Linked DNA regions of Mus musculus: regions 1 and 3 are each linked to region 2. A link is a contact called in public Hi-C and HiChIP or PLAC-seq data. All regions are on one chromosome and are shown on one strand. The core of a region is the stretch at or near the end of the contact, and the rest is flanking DNA. Distances in the headings are between cores, read along the strand shown. Region 1 overlaps Gm33510 (a long non-coding RNA gene). Region 2 overlaps Pde7b (phosphodiesterase 7B). Region 3 has its middle 44 kb from the start of Gm33510.

Evidence for each region. Hi-C and Micro-C count contacts between places; a contact is called where the count stands out from the background. HiChIP or PLAC-seq counts read pairs in DNA pulled down with a chosen protein or histone mark.
Region 1: an H3K4me3 HiChIP or PLAC-seq map of bone marrow-derived macrophages shows a contact between it and region 2, with 4 times the contacts expected there. The contact joins two enhancer-like sites. A contact is called at or near these places in 4 of 484 Hi-C or Micro-C datasets (muscle stem cells, nephron progenitors and uterus), 2 of 115 datasets of contacts at active chromatin or transcription factors (both in bone marrow-derived macrophages) and 1 of 9 other capture datasets (embryonic stem cells).
Region 3: a Hi-C map of bone marrow-derived macrophages shows a contact between it and region 2, with 17 read pairs. The contact joins two enhancer-like sites. A contact is called at or near these places in 2 of 484 Hi-C or Micro-C datasets (bone marrow-derived macrophages and uterus), 4 of 115 datasets of contacts at active chromatin or transcription factors (T-cell acute lymphoblastic leukemia, acute myeloid leukemia, bone marrow-derived macrophages and 1 more) and 2 of 9 other capture datasets (embryonic stem cells and macrophages).

What each region holds. Positions count from the first base shown.
Region 1 is chr10:20,827,035-20,831,638 of GRCm38.p6, forward strand. The region is part of intron 1 of Gm33510 (a long non-coding RNA gene); the gene reads right to left. Among named protein-coding and RNA genes, the nearest start is that of Gm33510, 9.5 kb to the right of the region's middle. Within about 2 kb of position 1,392, at least 19 of the 459 cell types and tissues checked have an H3K27ac peak or open chromatin away from gene starts, as enhancers often do. A contact at or near this core is called in bone marrow-derived macrophages, where this site is marked.
Region 2 is chr10:20,528,989-20,533,762 of GRCm38.p6, forward strand. The region is part of intron 1 of Pde7b (phosphodiesterase 7B); the gene reads right to left. Among named protein-coding and RNA genes, the nearest start is that of Pde7b, 17 kb to the right of the region's middle. Within about 2 kb of position 2,818, at least 30 of the 459 cell types and tissues checked have an H3K27ac peak or open chromatin away from gene starts, as enhancers often do. A contact at or near this core is called in acute myeloid leukemia and bone marrow-derived macrophages, where this site is marked.
Region 3 is chr10:20,880,329-20,884,703 of GRCm38.p6, forward strand. No RefSeq gene overlaps it. Among named protein-coding and RNA genes, the nearest start is that of Gm33510, 44 kb to the left of the region's middle. Within about 2 kb of position 2,478, at least 90 of the 459 cell types and tissues checked have an H3K27ac peak or open chromatin away from gene starts, as enhancers often do. A contact at or near this core is called in acute myeloid leukemia and bone marrow-derived macrophages, where this site is marked.

The DNA.
Region 1 (4,604 bases), core at 142-2,641, 300 kb after region 2:
AGTTTTTGTTGTTATTGTTTTTTGTCAACTAGACTTATCTGGGGAGAACTCTCATTTGAGAAACTGCTTCCAGAAAATTGGCCTGTAGCCAAGATTGTGGTATTGTCTTGATTAGTGATGGATGGGGAAGACCCAGCTCACCATGGGCAGTGCCATTCCTAGGCTGATGGTCCTGAGTGCTATAAGAAAGCGTGCCAAGCAAGCCATGAGGAGCAAGCCAGTGAACAGCATTCCTCTATAGCCTTTTCATAGGCTCCTGCCTCAGGTTCCTGTCCTGACATCTCAGGATGACAGACTATGGAGTGTAAGTATAAGAGAAACAAGCTCTTTCCTCCCCACGTTGCTTTTGGTCATGGTGTTTTGGCACAGCAATAGAAACCCCAACTAAAACAATAACCATGAATTGGACAGAACTTTGCAATTTCCGATAGGGCAGTAAGGGAAGGCCTCACTTTGAAAGTGGGGAAAGAATGTGACTGCCCACTAAGAGAAAGCCATTTTGGGAAATCAATATTGTGCCCAAACAGGGAGGACTATTTGGTTTCTTTTGACTTTTGGTTCCTTATTGTGATCATTATGGCTGATCTCTCAAGAAGAGACAAGTAGACAGAGTAAGTGGCTATTACAACATCTAGTCAAGGAACAATGGTGGCTGAGCCAGGCTGGCAGTGGTAGCTATGGTTAAAAATAGATCTCAGGAAAATGGAGAAATGGAGCAACCATTAAGAGCACTTGCTAATTCTACAGTGGACCCTGGTTTGGTTCCCTATACCCACATGGCAGCTTACAACTGTCTATACTCTAGTTCCAGGGAACCCCAAAACCCTCTTCTGAACCCCATTGACACTACAGATGGAGGTATGTTTATATATGTGCAGACAAACACTCATAAAATAAATATTTTTCAAAATCATTTCAAGTACTATAAAGATTTAATACACAATATTTACTGATAAACTGAACCTTACCTGTGATAAAAAAAAGAGAGAGCAAGTAAAATGTCTCTGATCTTAGCAACTGATTATACTTTTTTCCTGTATTATAAATCAGGAAACATTACAACAGGAATAAATTTGGTGATTGAAATCAAGGAGTTTTCTGAAATGCTACTTTTAAACAAGTAAAAAATTATCTTAAGTAAAAGTACATGTATCTTAAGTATCTTAAGTACATGAGTTGTGTGTTCCAACTGTGGAGAAAATAAATATAATCCATCAGAATTGTGTATTGGTGGCATTTAAAAGTAAGGCAAATGGATATAGTCAAATTCTTCAATCATTGGGTCTTAGGATGTCAGCATTTAGGTTTTAGATGTGGGGGATAAAGTAACTGAGTAGAGAGACTAGTCAGAGGCAAAATACAAAAGACAGTGGTGTCCTGGAAGCCAACTAAAAGAGTTTTAAAAACAGGAAGTTATGAGCCTTGTAAATCATTAGCAACAGGTCAAATAAGAGCCTCCCAGACTGAGTCATTAGATTTCATAACCTGATAATCACCGTGACCTTGACCAAAACAACTTTAGTAAAGGGATGAGGTTAAAAGACTGCTAGAGAAGGTCTAGAGAGGTTGGGAGGAGTGGAATGGTAATAGGAAGAAAGAATGTACAAAATTAGTTTTAGGGTGTTTGCCTATGAACAGGAAGATGAGGTGGCTTGGAAAGAGACTTAAGGCATTTCCTTGTTGACTGACTGAATTGTCTTTGAACTCACTATAGTAAGAGATTGGCTCCACTGACTTAAGATAGGAATAGGGCAGGGGACTATGAGCTTCAGGGAAATGGTAAGAAATGAGGACCAGTCATAGTAGATATAATTAGAGTCAATATAGTCAGACTATTGAGTGTCAATGCAAGACAGCAGCTCTTAACCTCAAAGGGAATCATTTATTCTAGAGCCAAGTTTAAGTGACTATTGGTCAAGAAACATATATCCAGGTTCTGTTTTCCTGTATGGATGCAGTTTGATGAAGTCTTATAGTAGCTGAACAAAGAAAATTGTAAATCAGAACAATTTTAACATATTTATAAGATACACCAGAGGCAGCTACAGCAAGATGGAAGACTCTTATCTATAGATTTTTAGATGCTATCTGATAACCTTCTTAGCTTTTGGATTAGGGTGAGCTAGTGGTCTGTTGAGTTAATGAATTCCAGAAAGGTTTCTATTAGTCATAGGATATTAGTTCTGACATAGTGGTGGGCAAGGAATGGGTACCAGAGGGGGTGAGGTGGGGCTAAAACTAGCCCAAGATAGAGATAAGGTAATTAGCTATGGATCTGCAACATTCCACAACTAGTGTAGCTCTAGTAAATCAGTATTTAAAAATAAAGCCTCTTTGTAGGAATTATCATTTGCTGGAGCTATCCTCCAGTTTTGCACACACTAGTATATGTATATCCTGTATAGACAGCAAAAAATGAATTTTTCTAGGCCAAAATTTTACCAAGTGATTGATTCAATGGGAAAACAGGTAAGAGTATTAGAGTCTATGCAAGTAAAAGTCTAAGATAAATCACAAAGTGTAAGGTGCATACAGACCAGGATACTGCAGGGTCAGTTGAAATATTAGATGTAGTTGTTTAAGAATGAAGTATTCGGGGGTAGGATTACTCATGGAAAGCTCTGGGTAATGCTACAATCAGTGAGGACACCAGAGTGAAGACTGAAGAGGCATGTAAGAGAGAAGATCCTCAGAGGACCAAGGTGAGTGAATGACAGGAAATGCCAAGGCACGGGATGGATTTCCCAGGTGTTTGTTGAAAGTCATCCAGTGTATCTCATGGAGTCAGGGTGACATGAGAATGTGTGAATGGCTATTGGGATATAAAAATATGGGTAGCATAAGCTGATAGTGCTGCCCCAGAACTGGGGTTGGGTGGACAAGAAGCTGAGAGAACAATCCCACGGGACTGAGCATCGATGAGTAGCTGCCTGGACGTAAATGTCTTCCACTCAATGTGGGTGTTTGTGGGTGTATAGATGTGAGGTTTCAGTATCTCAGCTTTTGGTATCATTTAATCATAATGAATATGAATTCACGTGCAGGTCATTACCTGTGGCTGGCAGTTAACATACTGAGCAAGGAAGGAATCAAGGAAGACATTACCTCCTGTGAGCCTCAGTCAACAGGAATGTGAAAATAAACTCAGCTAAGGGTCAGCCTAAGAAGAAAGCAGTGCCAGGCGAGAATCCAGGCTGAGCGACAGACAGTAATGAGAATACAGGAAACGACTTCTTAGCGGTGACTGAGTTCTAGAAGGTAGTATGTGAAAGACTCAGGAACTGGACAGAGGAAATGGCTAAAGAGTAAAACAGGATGAGAGCATCCTTCTTCCGACTACGTATAGTTATTCTATGGCTTTAGTAATTTAAGCACATGGTTAGTAATTTATTAATTCAGCGACCCTAAGGGCAAGAAATACAGTGCTTTGCATAATCTTTGCATTAATAGATACCTGTCAAAGCACAACTTTTAAAAAGTACCTGGGAAATAAACCCATTTCTATTGACAGAGTCTGAAGTACAGAATCTGAATGGTGTTTACACTGCTCCTTACACCGATTGCTTTGGACAAATGAAGTGGGGTTTTAAATGTCCATTTAAGCTCTTCTGTGTCAACAGAAGCAGCAATTAACTGTTGGAATTCAAACATCTTTGTTTAGAAAGTAGTATTTGATGAGACTTCAAAGAACACTTAGTACTTACTGAACACTTTCCTTGTAAGCACTTTGTAGCCATCTTGCATTTACTGCTAATAATCCTCTAGTGGGTCTGCTACCCACCTGTGACAGATTACACTGCAGCTTAGGACGGTCAACCTGGCTAAGGCCATGCAGACAGGAAATATAAAATCTGAGGTTAAAGACACATTTTCTGCATTTGTGGATGACTACTATTTTTATTTAGTTTTTTTTTTGGGGGGGGGGGGGATTATAATACAGTTACAAAATTTCTCTGTTTCCTCCCTGCAAAACCCTACATATGCCTTCAAATTCATGGCCTCTTTTTTTCATTAATTGTTATTGCATGCATACATGTTTATGTGCAAGCATATATATTTATATACATATCTAAACATATATATCCTGTTATACTTCTACACATAAGTATATACATATACAATATAACCTAGATATAATCTGTTTAGCTCCTATATTGCTGCCAGAACAATCACTAAAACAATCTAAACATCTGTCTTTCTGCCCACAGATAAATGTAGTCCTCACCCCTCATCAAGGAAGTGTCTCTTTCCAACAGATGGAGACCACTACAGAAAACCACAACCAACAAAAATGCAGTGTTGTGGAGCCCAGTATCAGTGGACACATATGACACATCTCCAAAACAATCGGGCTCAGGGAACATTGCAAAAGAGACGGCAGGAAGACCACAAGAGGCAGAGGATCAGGGAATTTGGTGTTGGACTGTGTCTCCTGGTAATATCAGAAGCGACACCCATAAGGTCTCAGCAACATGACTGTCCAAACAGAAGCTGAAGAAGGAAAACACCAATGGACATACCACAGTGGTTAGGGAGAGCCTGCAGGCTTCAGCCCTAAACAAAAGAACTGTGGGCAACTGAGGAATTCTGGGAGATGCTCTTCC
Region 2 (4,774 bases), core at 1,568-4,067:
GGAACGTTTACATCTGCATAGCAAGTAGGGCAGTGCCTTTCACTTCACTGTCTGGGATTTGATTAATTCTGTTTAATTGCGCGGAGGAGCCACCAAGAGACTAGAGCCAGGCGTGGTATCCGCATTTATTCTCTCCTTTCTCTATCTGCCTCAGAATCAAGTTACTTTGAACTCCTACCCTGTAACGTTACTATTGACCATGCTGGTCCAAACTACGGGTCAGTGTGACATGTCAACTCTGCTCATGCTGAACGTCTGCTCGGAATGGCTCATTCATAATTCATGCGTCTAAAAATGAATCGCGTGTATTTAGGTGGCTGGTTTGCCAGTCTTCAGCTATTTCCATCGCAGACCCACAAACCTCACTTTTGATGAAATCCTTCCTTATAAAAATCAAAGATTTTTCTTTCAGATTAGTTCAAATTAGACCTTCGTGGAACTCCTTTGGTCTAGTGGTCATTCGAAGCAAATGGTCAGGGCAGAGTGTTTTCTTCCTGACTTCTGTAAAGTACCACCTGCTAAAATCTCCCTGTTCTTTATCCCTCTCTTCCACTTCCCCTAGTCCACCTGCTTTACAGCACAAGATACTTTAAACACACAAAGTGATAAGAAATGAGAGATACTAGCCTCCTGAACCCACCATTGCATAAGACTGTGGGATGTCATACCTGAGCCTGGGTCACCAACGTGTGATCCTGGCCTGGAATAAGATCCTAGCCCTACCTTCTTAAAAGCAACTAACCACATACCTTGCTAGCATTTCTACCTTGCTAGTTTTATGGGAAATGGAGCCTGGAAGCAGGATGGAGTATGGGGTCTTCATCTAGAAATTAGGCTGGCCATCCTGAATATTTTCGTCCTTGTTTAGGTGTATGTCTGGGCAAGCAGACATTAAATGTTTTCACAGTGTTCACAATTTAAGTTCACCTAAACTCTGACATCTCCGGAGGAAATCCAGTGGTCTTTCTTACGAATGCCTAGAAAGCATTGCCCCACTATCAGGCCCAGAGGATTCCTGATACACTGTTGATCTTCTTACAAACCCTTGGTTTCTGAGAAGTTTCTCCCTACATGGGGTTTTGTCAAGTGTACAGTGATCAATCTTAATTCCTATAAGCCTGCGCCTGGAATTCGAATGGCAGCATGCTGTGATCTGGGCTTTGAAGTAATAAATCTTAAGTGGCTATTATCACAACAAAATCATAATCTGGAGACAAAAGAAAATTCCCTTCTGTGACTATTAAATAGAATTTTGACTTTAAGTGGCCATTAGTATTATGAATAAGAACACAAACTCAAACACAAACACAAAATAAGAACACAAACCTCTCATATTTAATTTAGTTTAACAAAGGATTTAGTTGGCCACAAAATAATGGCTGTTTCCATGTGGCTTTTAAGGATACCCTTACTTGTAATTTGAACCAATAAACCTTCATTGCTCCACCCAGCCCCTTCAGAACATTTCAACGGTTGTGTGATTGTAGGTATGAAAATTTACTCTGCACACGTTAATTTATAACAGGTGAGAATGTAATGAAAAATTAGAAGTAATGGTCATTTTCAATATTTACCATTGGAATTGCAAATATAATTGAAGTGGAATTCGGTTCTATGATGTTTCTTCTCTCTATGATTCATAATAACCAAGCTTAGATAAGGAGATGAAAACGGAGTGTTGATTTTTGCCCTAGGCTAGCACAGCAATTCAATATCCCTGGATAGTTGTGAGAAATAAAGACAGCGTGGAATAATGCTCATTAGCCTCATGGGGTGATCACCATTCACGAGGACTCTGCTCATTGTGTTGATTGGCTGATTAACCCCTGTAAGCAGCACTGCTTTTCAACCTTTTTATTTTTTGGCAGTATTGGAGATTGGACCTAGGCCCTCATATACTCTAGACAAAGGATCTACCTGTGCACATTGTTATTTGCCTTTTATATAAGCAAAAACCAAAATCCAAAAAGTTTTATAGAGATATGAGGCAGTTGGACCCCAGAGTCCCCCATGATCCAACCAACAGCTGGGGCCAGCCAAGTAAGAGGTCACTGAAGATGCTCCAACATATAACAAGGACTAGTGCTCCACTATGTTCATAGCAGCCTTATTTATAATAGCCAGAAGCTGGAAAGAACCCAGATGTCCCTCAACAGAGAAATGGATACAGAAAATGTGGTACATTTACACAACGGAGTACTACTCAGCTATTAAAAACAACGACTTCATGAAATTCTTAGACAAATGGATAGAACTAGAAAATATCATCCTGAGTGAGGTAATCCAGTCACAAAAGAACACACATGGTGTTCACTCACTGATTCACTCACTGAATGGCTATTAGCACAAAAGCTAATTCCCCAGTGTAGGGGGATGCCAGGGTAGTGAGGTGGGAATGGGTGGGTGGGAGGGGGGCATCCTCATAGAAGCAGGAGGAGGGGGATAGGTTTGGGGGGGCTCCAGAGGGGAAACCAGGAAAGGGGATAACATTTGAAATGTAAATACATAAAATATCTAATAAAACAAAACAGATGAAGAGAGAGAGAAAAAGAGTTAAAGAGAACAAGGCTGGGTCACAAATGCTGTCAAAGATGAGCTTGCATCATGGCAGCAGGGGTTCAGGACTGAGGGCCCCCTGAAAAGCAGGAATCCTCAGTCACTCTGACTTTTCCAGAAAGACCCCATGGTCTCCAACATGGCTGGATGGGCCTTAAAATACATTAACTCCACTAAGAGTTGTGAGGGTATATAGTATAGCTGTGAGTGTGTGGCACGCTTGCATCTGCAGACATCTGAGCTGCAGGCTGCAGGAAAGGGCAAACTTAATCCAACAGTTGATAGCTAGGGTTCACTTTCAGTTTGGGGAGCTGTTACAGAGATACAGCTTTAAGACGTTAGGATGCATAACGTGTAAGAAGCTTTGCTGGCAACGTTGAGACTCTTCCTCCTTTCCATCCTCTTGCTCCTTGGACACTTTCGGTTTTGTCCAGTCTTCCTTTTCTTTTCTTTTGCCCCGTCAGATTTTCTTGTATGTTTTAGCCTTACAGGATTCTTGTTGGGCAGATTGTGCTTAACCAAGGCAAGAGTCTTGTTTTCTTCCTGTGGTTAACCCAGTTCCTCTAGCCCCAACTGTTGCCCGTGCCACACTGGTAACCTTACTATGGAAGTTGACTCGGCAGTCAAGGAGTTAAAGATGTCTGGACTATGGCTCTCTGTGCACTTGAATACTCAGTTGCTAGGCATTTTTTGTAGCGCACAAGAACAAGTCCTGTTGTTTCCAAACTTGCTGTGTTTCCTTCAGTGTAGTATGTGTCTCTTAATCTACACATGTACATTATTTATAAGTTTTTGGAATCATTGGGTTAATTAATTATTATTAGTTTTTTTTTTTTTGGTAAGTTGAACAGAATATTAAGCAAAGGTTGGGAAATGGGTCCAAGTAAAACACAAATTGCATTTAGATGTATTATGTTGACTTTGAACTTTAAATCCACCATTCAGTTTTGAGTATCTCTACCTGTGCTGAAGGGATATCAGTCAAGTGAAGGGCTCTGTGCTTGTATGCAAGATAAAAGGAGTGTGTCCCGCAGGATTCAAGGCAAAGACTCAAGACGGATCTGCGAATTGCTTAGAACAACTTAGCAACACTGTATACTTAACAGGTGAGTGTCTGCCACATTATAATGTCAGGTATGCCCAGGATGGGATTCACAGAACTTCCTGAGTTGGACATTCTGAGGGACAGTGCTCTGACCTGACAGGTGCACAAGGTTACAAACCTTTTGTCTTGGTCTCTTCCAAATCATGTGCATGGGCTTGATCTCTGGGTCACAGCAGCCCAAAGAGAGGCCACCTTTCCCTCAGCATCCACACTGAGTGGTCTCCTTGGAAACACCTTCCACTGCGATGGTTCATAAAACTCTTCTCAAGTTGCAAGTGGCACACCTAAATTGCTGCTTATATTCTTTAGAAGGGCATCCTCTGTTACGACACAAAGATCCCTCATCAAACATTGTCCCACACACTCAAAGCCAGGAAAAATGTTTTTCCTCCTGAAGATAATGGATTTTGTCATCTTTTCTGTCTCTCTTTTGCCCTGCCTGCTAAGAAGTTCAGATGTCAGCTTTCCTTAATTTGTTCTCCTAATTGTTTACTTTCTCGTCTACTTTATGTAGGGCTTTTGTTACACCATGACACAATGACTTTATGACTTTGCATAAGCTTTTATAAGCTTAGAACTGTTTTTAGAAGTAGGTGGATATAGTGTGAATAAGTTCTTATTCTCAACCTTTTTTGTTTAAAAATTGCATGGGGTATTATTTTATTTTTAGTGTTAGATATTAAATGCAGAGTGTTACATATACTAGGAAAATGTTTTTCCATAAAGCAACATTCCCAGCCCACTATTAACTCTTGATTTAAACTCTTACCTTATCACTTGAGTAACCTATGCATGAGATTTCTCCCTTCTGCAGATTATAGAACGGTTGACTTCCACATTTCTGGTTCTGAAGTTAAAAGAACTCACAGAGGGGAGAGTGCCAGTCTAATTTATATTTAATCAGCCCACTAATTTGTTGTGCTAAGGAGTTAAGGAGGCCAAAGAAAGGTGAATATAATAAAGATGTTATGAAATGGCTTGGGTCTGGTAATATATCTTTTTAGCATTTTAACAGGGGCATACTACATAGCCACAGATTTGTTCTGAAGATTGGGAAAGCTGAACTTTAGGAAGCAAACTCTCTTTGAGATGAGCCAGACTTTTCTTACCTCT
Region 3 (4,375 bases), core at 1,228-3,727, 350 kb after region 2:
ATAATAGAGTGGAGACAGAAATTTGACGCGTAACTGGGTCATCGTGCTGTCATCCTGCACAGTGTCAGCAAATCCCAGGCAGCATTGGGCGTTTGCTCTGAATGACTGCCCTATGGTCATGTGCCACCACCTGAGCCAGGAAGCACATGGTGTTTCCTGTCTCCCTGCTACCTGGCAGGAAGTGCTTAACTGGAGGTGACTGGGGACAGAAGAGGCTAAGGCTAAAACCAGAGAGCAGACAGAGTCACTTGGCCAAATTTTTGTATTAACTTCATGCCTGCATCTCCTCCCTATTCCTTCACTGAGCACCATCTACCCATAAATAGTGTGATTATACACACACTAGTATAGACCTACTAAGTGATATTAAATATTTCACTTTATCTATTCTTAAAACTTTAATTCTAAATTGTTACTCTCTCTGTAAAACTATAGATAATTCTATAGACACTGGAGTCTTTCCACTCTGTCCTTAAAAGGGTAGAGAAATGGTAACCCTTGTACTTTAGTTCAGTTAGAGGCCCACACACAGTAGGAAATCGTCCATAGAAAGAGCACAGGCCACCTTAGAGCTGCAGAGGAAGGTGTGCAATCAAATCAGCCTGTTCCTTGCATCTGCAGTACTGTGTTGGTTCAGATTCTTACAGAAGGCAAGAAAAACAGAGATGTGAGGGGGGCATAAAGAGGGAATTGTGGGAAGGTCAGGAGGCCAGGGGCAGGAAAATTTGCAAGGACCTCTACGGCATGTTGCAGGCTGTTGTACTTTACTCAGAACTAAACAAAATTGTCTGCATTTGGTAATTACAAGAGTGTATTCTGGTTAATTAAAAACAGTTTATCATATTAGTAGTTAATAATATCTGACAATGGGACACAAATTTCCTTTTATTATTATTATGAATTCAAAATTAACATTAATGCTTGGGGAAAGCCTTAGAAAGCAACAACTCTGAGTCCCTGGGACCTTTCACCCAATGATGGTTTTAACATTGCTTTGAGCAGTTTCATCTCATAAATAAATTTATTACTAGAAATTGAACTCATTATCAACTTTCCACTCTCACTCCCTAGACACACACACACACACACACACACACACACACACACACACACACACACGAGACCGGAGCTCTATTTTGTAGCCCAGGCTGTCCTGGAACTCATTACATAGTTCAGGCTGGCTAACTAAAAAGGTTTTTGTTTTTTTTTTTCTTATTTTCATATAGGCTTTAGGAAGGTATTGCTATAAACAAAAACACCACACACACACACACACACACACACACACACACACCAAGAACAGTAATCTGTCAATAGAATTAAGTAAGTTAGGAACCTCAAAACTTGAGTTAAGGAATTTTGTGTTAGCCATTAGTATTATTTAACCTCAGCCTTCTAATGATAAAAGGGATGATGTAAATATACTCTATTATTTAAAAAACCCTGTGGCATATGCATCCTAAGAAATAATACAGATAAGCTGTTTACCTGTCATTGGTTCACAATTCCATGACCTACATCAACAGACCTTACTCACAATAACAAATAAAAATGGTTTTTGTTGTTATTTTTAAAAGTCTTACTAGGTAGCCCTGGCTGGCCTGGAACCCTCTGGGTAGCCCAAGCTAGACTCAAATTCATAGAGACTTACTTATCTCTGCTTTCTGAGTGCTAGAATTAAAGATGTATACCACCAAGTCTGACCTGTTGGTGCCAAAGCTATCATTTCATAATTACATCTGTTTTCTGTAAACCAGTAAACATATAGATTGTGTGTGTGTGTGTGTGTGTGTGTGTGTGTGTGTGTGTGTGCATGGCTCACTAGATGTGTACATATGTGTGTAGGGTGCACATGTGCAGACAGCAGAGGACAACCTCTCAAGTCCTTTCTTGGGCATCTTCCAGCTTTTGGGTTTCAGACAGGGATCTCCCTGGCCTAGGGCTTCTTCACGTAGCCTAGGCAAGCTGGCCAATATGCTACAGGAGTCCCCTGCCTGTCTCCTTCTCTCCATCCTGGAACTGCAAGCATGTGACAATATTTCTAGTCTCTTCACATAGCTTCTGGGAATCAAACTGAGCAGTTTCTGCTTATGAGGAAGGAGGTTTATTGATGAAACATCCCACTGACCCTGAACTTCATTATAAAATTGAGAACCAAGGCAATCACACAGGGCTGGCTGACCAGCAAAGGGAGAAGAACCTAATTTGAACTAACCTGTTAATGGTTTCATTATTTTCCCTTAGTGGAGCATGGACGCCATTCATAACCAGCTTAAGGGAGCATTCACTTTGTCATAATAGCAACTAGAGAAAGTATCCTATACACAATATCACAAACTAAAGATCAAAAACCACGCAGACAGATCCTGGCCACTACTGCGAACCTGAAAATGTCGTTTCATCCTCACAGGGTTCCAGACAATACACAGTTCTAAAGCAAAGAGCCCACAAAAACCACAGTAGGGAAATAAAGACAGATAGCAGTTGCATCATGGTGCCGGAAGCCAGCGTTCAAGAAACTGAAGCACAACACAGTGCTTAGATCCTACCCGTCAGCCCAGTTTCTCTGGGCTACTTCCCGGTCGGTTAACCTGGAAGATTCTTATGTTCAATTCCTTTCCCATTTGGACTCCATCCTGCTTCTCTAAATTAAAGATGGAGAAGAGACATTAATTTCAGTCGTGTTATCAACTTCCTAATCCAAATTTAAAATTCACAGTCATTCAAAGTAAATACACACAGCATGTCGCAAAAGGACTTTGTTCAAAGACACCTCAAGAAAGTATGTTAGCTATGACTGGCACACGGACACCCCCTAACCAGGAGGAGCTGGAGATAAACACAGGCGTGGAGTTTATACCAGCCAAACAGGAAAGCCTCAGAGATTTTTTTTATACTGTGTCTTCCATGGAAGGTGGAACTTCCTTTCTTGTTTAAGTTCAGACTTCATCAGAAAAGCAAAGCTAGAAGCTCTTAGAGCCAATGTCTTAGAGCCAATATGATGGTTTGATGGAAAGGGTGAATCAGTCTGCCTGAAAATGTCCTTTATGGTCTTACATAATTATGAACTCTTATTAATAAGATGGCTTTAGCTCCCTCCATAAATCTCAGCATATAGTATCATAACCAACATTAAAAAGTTGTAGCTCTGTAGGCACTTACAGAACATAATAAAACATACCTTCGATAGGTACGTTCAAGTGCATTTGTAGCATTAAGGAATATTTCTCATTGAAAAGAGCAGAGAAGAGAATCGGAAAGAACTTTATTTCACAAATATTTCTGTGAATATTAATTGAGATAAATCCCTAGGACCATCACAAAATCATGTTTTATATAGGAAGGGCGCGATTATGACTAAGAACTTTGACATAAGGTTACCAAGGAAGATCCAGCACAAGAAGACCTTGTCCAGGAACCCAACCCTCAGATGAAGTAGTTTTAGGGAGTGGTGCTGTTAGGAGGTGTGTCCTTATTAGAGGAGGCGTGGCCTTGTTGGAGTGGGTGTGGCTTTGTTGGAGGAAGTGTTGGAAAGGAAGTAGTTTTATCTAACCGTATGTCACAATTCTCATTCTCTCAGTGGCCTGATATTTTTCTGATGAAGTTTACATTAAAGTGAAGCCCATCTTACATGTATGACGTGTCTCTTAGTTTTGATTTACTGCTGTGAACAGACACCATGACCAAGGCAGTTCTTATAGAGGACAACATTTAATTGGAGCTGGTTTACAGGTTCAGAGGTTCAGTTCATTATCATCAAGGTGGGAGCATGGCAGTGTCCAGACAGGCATGGTGCAGGCAAAACTGAGAGTTCTACACCTTCATCTGAAGGCCGCTAGGACACTGCCTCCCACATGGTTAGGAGGGTCTCATTGCCCAGTCCCACAGTGACACACTTCCTCCAACAAGGCCACACCTCCTATTAGCCCTGCTCCCTAAGCAAAGCATGTTTAAAACCACTACAAGGTGGAATGAAAAATGAACCTCTATCATTTCCAGTTCAGCTGGTCGATTTCATCTTTCCACATGTAAGTCTGCATAAGAGAAATGTAGATGGAAAAAAAAGGTGAAGTTTGAGGTGATCGGGGCGTTGAATTTCACTGGAAAGTAATAAGTGGTAATAAATGAGAGTTAGGACTGTGACCCAGAGAAGAAAGCACTGAGTAAGTCAGGTGGCTAATGAACACGTGAGAGAAGAGAAGGCTGCAGCTGTTTCTCATAGGACTCTTAGGAACAACTCGTAAGAAAATGACTTTATCCATCTTCATAAAAACAAACAAAAGAGCTAAAGTGAAAATTTGACTTCGGCACAGAATTATACTAACCTGCGCCATAGCTAAACAAACTCTAGGACCCGAGGACCCTCAAGATATAC